Regions from separate parts of the Mus musculus genome. Here region 2 is linked to region 1. A link is a contact called in public HiChIP or PLAC-seq data. All regions are on one chromosome and are shown on one strand. The core of a region is the stretch at or near the end of the contact, and the rest is flanking DNA. Distances in the headings are between cores, read along the strand shown. Region 1 holds the start of Ppp4r4 (protein phosphatase 4, regulatory subunit 4). Region 2 overlaps Ppp4r4 (protein phosphatase 4, regulatory subunit 4).

Evidence for each region. HiChIP or PLAC-seq counts read pairs in DNA pulled down with a chosen protein or histone mark.
Region 2: a contact with region 1 is called in an H3K27ac HiChIP or PLAC-seq map of embryonic stem cells, with 6 read pairs. The contact joins the enhancer-like site here to the promoter of Ppp4r4 in region 1. A contact is called at or near these places in 13 of 484 Hi-C or Micro-C datasets (cortical neurons, embryonic fibroblasts, embryonic stem cells and 3 more), 5 of 115 datasets of contacts at active chromatin or transcription factors (embryonic stem cells and epiblast stem cells) and 3 of 9 other capture datasets (adipose tissue, embryonic stem cells and liver).

The regions. Positions count from the first base shown.
Region 1 is chr12:103,531,050-103,535,372 of GRCm38.p6, forward strand. Ppp4r4 (protein phosphatase 4, regulatory subunit 4) reads left to right here and starts at 1,516. Exons shown (of 25, transcript NM_028980.3): 1 at 1,516-1,693; 2 at 3,022-3,095. The coding sequence starts at 1,571.
Region 2 is chr12:103,562,912-103,567,487 of GRCm38.p6, forward strand. The region is part of intron 3 of Ppp4r4 (protein phosphatase 4, regulatory subunit 4); the gene reads left to right. Among named protein-coding and RNA genes, the nearest start is that of Ppp4r4, 33 kb to the left of the region's middle. Within about 2 kb of position 2,435, at least 34 of the 459 cell types and tissues checked have an H3K27ac peak or open chromatin away from gene starts, as enhancers often do. A contact at or near this core is called in embryonic stem cells, epiblast stem cells and trophoblast stem cells, where this site is marked.

The sequences.
Region 1 (4,323 bases), core at 266-2,765:
GTCCTGGCTTTGAGAGCTAATGGTTTGTTTCATGAAGAAGCCAGAGGAAGCTATCCAGTGTCTTGCCCTGCTTTTCTCCGTCATGGTAGGGTCTCTCATGGAAGTGGAAGGCAGATTGCAAGCTCTTGGGGTCCTTTTGTCTTCAGCCCCCACGTGTGGGGGTTACAGGCTCATGCTGGCTTTTTAAAAATTATTATTATTAAATGTGGGTGCTAGGATCTGAATTCATTTCTTTAGAACTGCCCAGCAAGTGTTCTTACTCTTTGAGACATCATGTGTGTGGTGTGTGTGTGTGCATGCCTGTAAGATGGAGTGAGTGTGGAGGTCATTGGACAACTTGTAAGACTCAGTCCCTTCTTTCACTGTGTCCAATGGATGGAACTGAGTGTCAGGTGTGGCACTTTTACCTATGTAAATGGCTGTGCACGTCTGCGTATTGTCAGGCGGTCAAAAGAGGGCCCTGGAATTGGACTTTCAGGGGTTTACTAGTCCCTACAGTAGCGCTAGGTATAGAAACTGTGTCTTCTGGAAGAGGAGCCAGTGTTTTTAACAACTGGGTCATCTCTCCAACCCTTCCCTGTCTTATTTTGACTAGAACCAAATGTAAGCGAGTTGAATCAATGTGCTCCCCTAGAGCAAGAGCAAGGTAGTGCTCCACCGAGGTCTTACACATCTCTTTCTACCCACTGTGCTAAGCACTACCTCCCAGTTCTCTAAGAAGAGCTGCACTCATCATGGCCCAAGTTTTATCCGAAAGGGCTGGCTGTAACCTCTCTTAGTAAATCCTTATTGATTTTTCAGGATTCAGTATAGGTCTTTTTTTTTTTTTTTTTTTTTTTTAAAGAAGGCATTTTGGGACATTTTCCTTCTTCCAACGTCAGGACTGCAGAACTGTATTCGCATATACCTGTCTCCTATCCTCAGGCACACACTAGGCACTAAACCAGCTTGATTTGGCCACTCGAGGGTCCCTAGGCCGGGAGTTGAGTTAGCAGGGGCTTGTCTACACCAGAAGCAGGCCAGCAGAGCAGCCACCAAATAACCAGAAAGTCACTCTCACAGGTGCAGAGGAGCCCAGCACACTGCACACTTCCCCCGCTTCACTCTCATTGGCTCAGCCTGCCCGCGCCCATTTCCCGCCCCCGGCCCGCCTCCTGGCCGCCTGGGGACGCGGAGAGCTCTGCGCACGCGCCGAGGGGCGGGGCTCGCCCCATAAGGGTGGGGCGGGGGCCCAGGGAGCCGGACCAGGGAGCGTCGTTGCGCGGCAGTTGCGTCCTACCTCGCGCGCAGACCCCGGGCGGGGGCGGGGCCGAGGCGGCCGCTGAGGCGGCTCCCTGTTCTGGTCCCGCCCCCTCCACCCGCCCCGCCCCCTCCACCCGCCCCGCCCCCTCGGTGCGCTGCTCTCCGGCTCCCGCCGCGCTCGTGTTCTCGTCGCCTGCGGCCTCTTGCTCTGCTTCCCCGCGGCCGAGAGCGGGACCAGAGAGTCCTTCTGGTGGGCGGCGCGGGGCTGCGCGCGTCCGGCATCCCGGGGCCGCTCGGGCGGGCCGGCGAGGGAGCCCCTCGGCGGTCCATGCATCCGCCGCCGCCCGACGCCGGCGTCGCGATGGATTTCGGGCAGAACAGCCTGTTTGGCTACATGGAGGACCTGCAGGAGCTCACCATCATCGAGAGGCCGGTCCGCCGGAGCCTCAAGGTGCGCGGGACCGAGAGACGCTCCCCTCAGGGCTGCCCGCCGTCCGACTGCCCCTCGGCGCTCCAGCGCCAGTCGCCCTGTCACCGCAGCCGCTTCAGAGCTTCATTCCCTGCCGCAGCCAAGGGTCGGCCTGTCCCTGACCCCTGACTGGAACCAGTCCCTTACCCTGGCTAGAGCTAGCCCTGCCTCCTGACTGAGGCTAGTCCCTTCCTCTGACTGGAGCCGGCTGGGTCCCTTGACTACGGCCAGCCCAGTCTCCGAACTGAAATCAACCTGCCCCTGACTAACTGGAATCAGCCGGGCCCCCCCGACTTGGTCCCCCGACTGCGGCCAGCCCTGCGCCCCACCCGGCTCCGGCCTCCCCCAGGAACGGCCAAGCCGCTGTTCTCGGGGCCAGCCTCCGCAGCCAGCTCCTCAGCCCGTGGTGCTGTCCCAGGTTCTGGTCGCTGGCCCATCCTGGGTTTCACACAGCCCTAGTTCCATCTCTCGCCCGGACGTCTCAGGTCCCATCCTTTCACGGTCCTACCCCCACCTCTGCATAAGATCAAGCTTGGGTCTCCCCGTGCAGCATGGCCTCCTTCACCTTCCAAGGAGAGGCACCCTTCCCAGAGTCGCCCTAGTTTAGGGTTTGAAAGCTTCTCCTCAACCCTTGCCTCCCATCCTGAGTCACCATGCATCCTTTTCCTCCCAGGTCCTCCAGGACTGTAGGCGGGACCCTGCTCCCCAGCCCCCTTGAGGGGAGTCAACCTTCTGTTTCCCCCCCTACCTCGCTCCCCAACCCCGCAGAGTCATCTTTCCAGCCTTGTGGGGTTTCAACCCTCATCCTCACAGATGACAAACCTAGTTTATGGGCCCCTTCCCTACCCTTCTTGCCAGTTCTTCATTACCTTTCTAGAGCCTTTGATTTTCTTTCCGTCTGAGTTCATTCGGTTCCCAACAGGAGCTACAAAGCTTGTCCTTTCTGTTTTATTCAACTCCCCTTTAAAGCATTTCCCAGTGTGGAAAATGTTGTAGCGGCTTGGGGTACTGCGTTGAAGACAAAAAAATATGTGAATATATAGGTAAATATGTTCACATGTGGTATGTATGTGTAATGAAGTTGATTCCATTGAGGTCCTACAGTCTATAAGGCAGAAGAGTACAGATAGTCCCCCCTCTCAGCACTCAACTGGAGATCTGTGTTTAATATGGTGTAGAACAATCCTCAGATTCCAGATTAGTTGTCATTGCTATAATTGTGAATTTTTACCAATAGGGTCTTCAAGGGTCTTTGGGAGCCAACAGTGACCAAATGTTTGTGTGCCTAATTTGCATTTTATCCTTGACAGACACCAGAAGAAATAGAAAGACTGACTGTTGATGAAGATCTCAGTGATATTGACAGGGCTGTTTATCTGCTCAGGTAGGTCTCACTCTTTCTTGCAAATTGCTGCCCTTTGCCTGTTGGGCAAACATGAGCTGTTTCTGAAATGTCATGTCTCAGTTGCTGAGGGTGTTCAGACGGACTGTTCCCCTTGAACAGGGTACTTTTTTGCATGCATCACAATTATGTTATGAATTATGTTAGGTTTGGGCTTATGGATCTGAGAACTGGAATCAAATAACATATCTAATTTAAAGAACACTGCCTGGAGGAGGAACTGCAGAGCAGCTAATGGTTTGAATTGAATCACATCCTTTTGAAATTACTTTCCAAGTATGCTCATGCACGAGTCAGTAAGCATAGATAAGATTTAAAGGTACCCAGTGATTAAAATTTTAAGTTTATTGTAGAGAATGGATATTGTATGCAATACTATATAGAAAAATTCAAAAACATGAATTTTTGCTCAGAATATAGTTTATTATTACTTTTGTAATGTGAGCTTTATATTGCTTGCAAGTTTCTTTTTTTCTTTTTTTTTTTAAATTAAGTTGACTCTACTCTCTAAGTTTCAGACCATCTCGTGGGCTCTACAGAATAGCTTGAGACAAGTGGTTATGTTGTCGCTATATATGCTTCTGATGATTCTACATTACTTCAGTCACAAAGGTCTCCATTTGGGTGCTGGGCGCGGGGGTGGGGTGGGGATTACAGTACATTGCTAGAATCAACTTATATTATGCAGATATGTATAAACACAGTAATACAAATGATTTGAATAATTTTAAAGGGTAAATATATTGATGAAAAGTCTTCAGAAATAGAAAATCTTCTAGGCGTTTGTATATATTTAAGAATTATTTTCACCTGTGTGTGTGTGTGTATGTATATAATTTTCTTTTCTTTTGGGAAATTAGTCTTTGTGATCGCTGTTTAGAATCAGGGTTTGAAGACTGGTGCTACCTCCTATAAAGTCCGTCTCCTTTGTTTAGGTCTGCCTTACTAGCTTCAGCTGCTGTCTATCTTCTTATTCTGTTCTTGATTATAGATTATAGATCATATTTCCAGTCCCATGGTATTCATTGAATGATTATATAAAGAATTCCTTAAGATTCTTCCCCCTCTTCCTCAGATTCAGGGCCTTGTCTGTGTTACACAAAGTGTTTACCACAGAACTGCACCCTCAGCCTCTCTTCAGGACTTTCCTTCAATATTCTTCCTGGTGGCACCATGAGTTTCTCTTCTTACTGTGTATCAGTGTACTTTC
Region 2 (4,576 bases), core at 1,185-3,684, 33 kb after region 1:
TAATTTAATCCTATGGTCATTATTTGATCTAGTAATTTTCTACAACTTAATAAATTGAATTCTGAGATATTAGATTTTAATATTGAATTTGTGCTTATGCTATCTGGAAGTGAAGTAATTTTTATTGTCAAGATAAAGATCTTAAAGTCTTTATTCCTTTATAAAATCACAGAAAAAGGTAATATTACACTTGACATATTATAATGGACTCCTTTATATTACAGCACCAAGCAGTTCTTCTTGTTCCTCTTGAATTTTTGAATTCATTTACTTGTTCATTTACTTAAATTTTGTTCCAAAACTATGTCATAATATTATTCAGCAGAAAATGTGCAGTGTCAGGCACAGAGAATAATTATTGTATTTCCTCGGGTCCTATGGGGGTCAGCCACTGTATGCTATTGGATGTTTTATGTGTCTTAATCTCTGAGCCCAAAGGTTCTTTGACACCCATCCCACAGTGGAAGAGACACTAGTTAACCAACTTGCCTACAGCAACGTGTCAACCTCATGATTGGCTGATCTGATTGCAGATCTTTGATGTGTAATTCACTTGTCAGGCCTCAACCACCTTGTCTGGTTACTACAGCAGCTGCACATGGGAACATTTGCTTCTACTTAGCCACCTAGAAGCCACTCACCCAAGAGGACTTGAAGAAATACCAACCAATCGTGTTATATATTCTTATGTGTGAGAATTATTACTTAAGTGGTGAAATGAAGTGACAGAATGCTGTCCCCTTCACTTCCCCTCCCCTTATCCCCAAGAATCAAGCTGGGAAACTGTAAATGTTACCTTAATTTAGAACAAGGTAATTTCAAAATGTGCTTAAATCTGGAGATAGTGATATTGTCTTGGGTCATTTAGATGGGGCCCCAATGTCAACACATGTCTCTTAGTAGAAGAAACTAGAAGATGAAGGAGTGGGAAAGACAGCAGTGAAGACAGAGAAAGATGCAGAAAGCCAAGAAGTGACACCACAGTAGCCTGTGGCAGGAATGTGGCACTGAACATTTTGGTCTGAGTAATACTGCTTTACCACATCTGCCTTCTAGAACTATGGGAGAGTACATTTCTGTTGTTTTAATGCATCCAGCTGAGAGTAAGCTAAAGCAGATCACTTTTCAAAGCTTCCTGCCATGTCCTTTTTGACCCTGGCACCTACCAATCTTTCCATAAAAGCAGAAATCTTTGTTACCCTGGCTTGTCATTTTGTCCCCAGAGTCTGGACTGGCATTTAGAAAGAACAGGCACTCACAGTCAACTTTACAAAGACTGTGTTCTGAGAGAGTCAGTGTCTACTTGAGGGACCCATGCTGTGCTTGACTTGCTGGCCTGATGCTGCAGACCCTTTTGGTCTCTATCTGCATAGAACAGGGTCTCTGGTTGCAGGTGGACAAGGAGTCAGCAAATGACAGGCAAAATCAACACAAGAGGTTGTGTAGGATCTGAATGTATTGTCACCAAGTGAACACAAGTCTTATATAATGCAGAAAATAAAAGGGGTAGGAAGTCACAGCAGGCAAAGTACATTGAAGTTACCTGACACAAAACAAAGGAATGACTTCAAAGGGACTTACAGGAACCAGGTAATATTTACAGTAAAGATAAAACTGTCCTACCTAGGGTCAGCTTAATGAAAGGTAAGGATTTCACACCCTAGTCACAATTTGTGCTACTCCTTTGAACCTTGTGAAAGCTAGCACCAGGGGGGTCTGCTCTAGCAGATCTTCTCATGAATAATGCAATACCACAATCCCCCTATTTCCTAGGCCTTGATAAATTCTCCTATGAGTGTAACTTGGCTGTTCTTTTAAGTATCTGTGGAGAATCTCCATTTGTCCAAAGAATTCACCAACTTGCTTCTAATATGCAATGTAGCCTATTATACCTGGCTGTAGTGAAGATTCCTGTCTCAGTGGGATTCCTTAACTCTTACATCATAACCAGCCTATTAGCTAAGCCATTGTGTATTCCCTTGTTTGGGTGAGACTGGCTACTGTCCTAAGTAATCACTGCAGACTAGCCCTGAGCTATTCCAGCTCCATTCTTTGTAATGCATAGTTAGTTTCACTGTTTCTACTAGAAGAAAATTTGAATATTACTGAATAGATAGCCTTCTCACTGAATTCCAAGCTCATCTGCTTCAAGGATTTTCTATGACGTTGGAACACTGGTGGAGGCTTACCTATGTCAGAATTCAATCTTTAGTGGCACTTATAATAAAATAATACTAAAAGAGAGCACGTGGATCCATACACCAGACTAACTCTGGGATATGGTATGAGTATACAGGTTATGAGAACGCCTGGTTCCAGGAGGTTAAGTTTCCTTGAAACTCTTTGCCTCATGAGTGCTTCCAGGCCTCTTGGCCTGCCAAGCAGACTTCACTGGAGTGTGCGTAGCAGCCTGACTCACTGAAGCGTTCTTGAGTGAGTCAGCACTGTTGGTATCTGTAACACTGACTTGTGCACTCAGAGAGACACTTTACAGGGGTGGGAGGGGAAGGTGAAGTACAGAACAGAAGACGACAGAGACACGGGCTATTAAACCAATATGAAAATTATTTAAAGTTGGGAGATGTTATATAGCAATATTTTGATTCAGAAAAAAACCTACAACTTTCGCTGTTACTACTATTTGTGACATTATTTTCCTGAGTTAGTTGATACAGTAAGAAAATACCAGAACTATCATCCAGCTGAATGAAACAGCATTTTATACTGGGTACAGACAGATTCTTAAATGATCTCATTTTGAAATTTGAATAAAAAGCATTTACTTTGCAAATAAAGGTATTTGTCAATGAAGAGCTGCATGTGTTTTAAAAAGCCTCTTTGGAAGTAGCACAGTTGAATGGTCAGTAAGGATCACTCACTGTGGAGCAGGTGCTGTGTGTTGTGCCTTAGATACATTCTCTCAACAATTGTCAGCGCTATCCGATTTCAAGCTGACAGATGTAACTTAAATCTCACTGTTTGACTGTAATGTTAGGTTTGTAAGAAGAATGGAAGAATGTAATTGATTTTGATAGTGCTCTGAAAAATAAAAACAGCCTTAGCTAAGGATTGAACGAGTACAAGTGAGCAATACAGACTCCTTTCTTCTTTGGTCTGCATCTCAGAAAATGTTTCTCTCTTCCTCGCTGTAGTTGCCAATTTCTGAGATAAAAGTTTAAATTCTGAGAAAAGCAAGAGGGTTTTATGAAAGCAGCATAATTATACATCTTAAGCAGAACATGATGTTCTAGGACCCCTGCAGGTCACAGACAGCCTGTGGTGGAGCATAGCATTCCATTGGCTGACACTGATTGCAGGCAGGGAAAGAGGAGAGGGGAAGATTCCCACAGTGGCATGAGGTTAATGGAGGTTCCCAGCGTCAGGGTAAGAATCAGCCAGGAAGGAGGAAGCTTTCTGGTCTAGAGGTATAGAGTTATAGAAGAGTCACCCGGTTCTCCACGAAGGAAAATGGATACAGCTGCAACTGGAGGAATCGCAGCAGGAACACACAGTGGAGACTGCTCTTTTTGTTTTATAGTGCAAAATAAAATGTTGCCGACCATAGTCATTCAAGGATAGTGTCTGCATTATGATTGTGCATTTAATGTTTGTTTATATTTAAGGACAAAATAGATTGGCATTACTAATTACTTCATAGTAATAAAGTTCTATGGAAACATTTATACGTATGTAGATTGGGCATAAAGGAAGAATCATATAAGGAAGACAATTATTTTTTTCTTTTGTGACCGGGCCTGACTTAGCCCAGGCTGGTCTCAGATTGTCTATACATTGAAGGATGGATCTATGTCTTGAACCTCTGATCCTTGTGCCTCATCCTGCCACCCCCAAGTGTCACAATTACAGGCATGTGTCACCACACTCAGCAGTTAATATCTTTCACGAGATTTAAAGTTTGATTTGTGTTTCATAAAATTCAAGTAGAGAGCAATGTTCTTATATTTGCTTCTTGGCCATTTTACCATCCATCCTGCCTGTAATAAAAAAAAGAACTGAATCTTCTGAAATTCTTTTAAATGTGCAGTTGAGCTTAAAAGAATAAAAAACAATCCCCTGGGCTGAAAAGGGTTTCTAAAACTAGGTTAGCCTCTAAATGCACGTGCTCGTGTCTTTGCTACAGCCTGTCAGAGGCGATCACAAGACTGCCACAGGAGTTGACTCTCAAGAGCAGGATGATGCTGAGTCGGGTATAGGGACACTGGCTTGCCTGTTTGCTTTACTATAGACTCTGTGTTGCTCTGGCTAGGCTTGCTCTCACAATACCTATTTTCTGAGCACCAGTTCAGATGTGCCACCATATCTGGAGGTGGCTCGACTTTTAACAGAATTTTACAGGTTGCAGGATAGAGTCTGTATCAGGTTGGGATAACTCACAACTTTTTACCCAGCAGTGCCACCTATAGGTCTCCTCTGTTTGGGACAGAGCAGTAGAATGGAGAGAGCCCTCCTTGGTTGCTGAAGGTATGATGGTGATTAACTACTAGTGAGGGAAGGAAGCAACTATGCCTGCTTCCCCAGAACCTTCTCTTCGGTAAAGCAAAGGCTTGATGGAGGA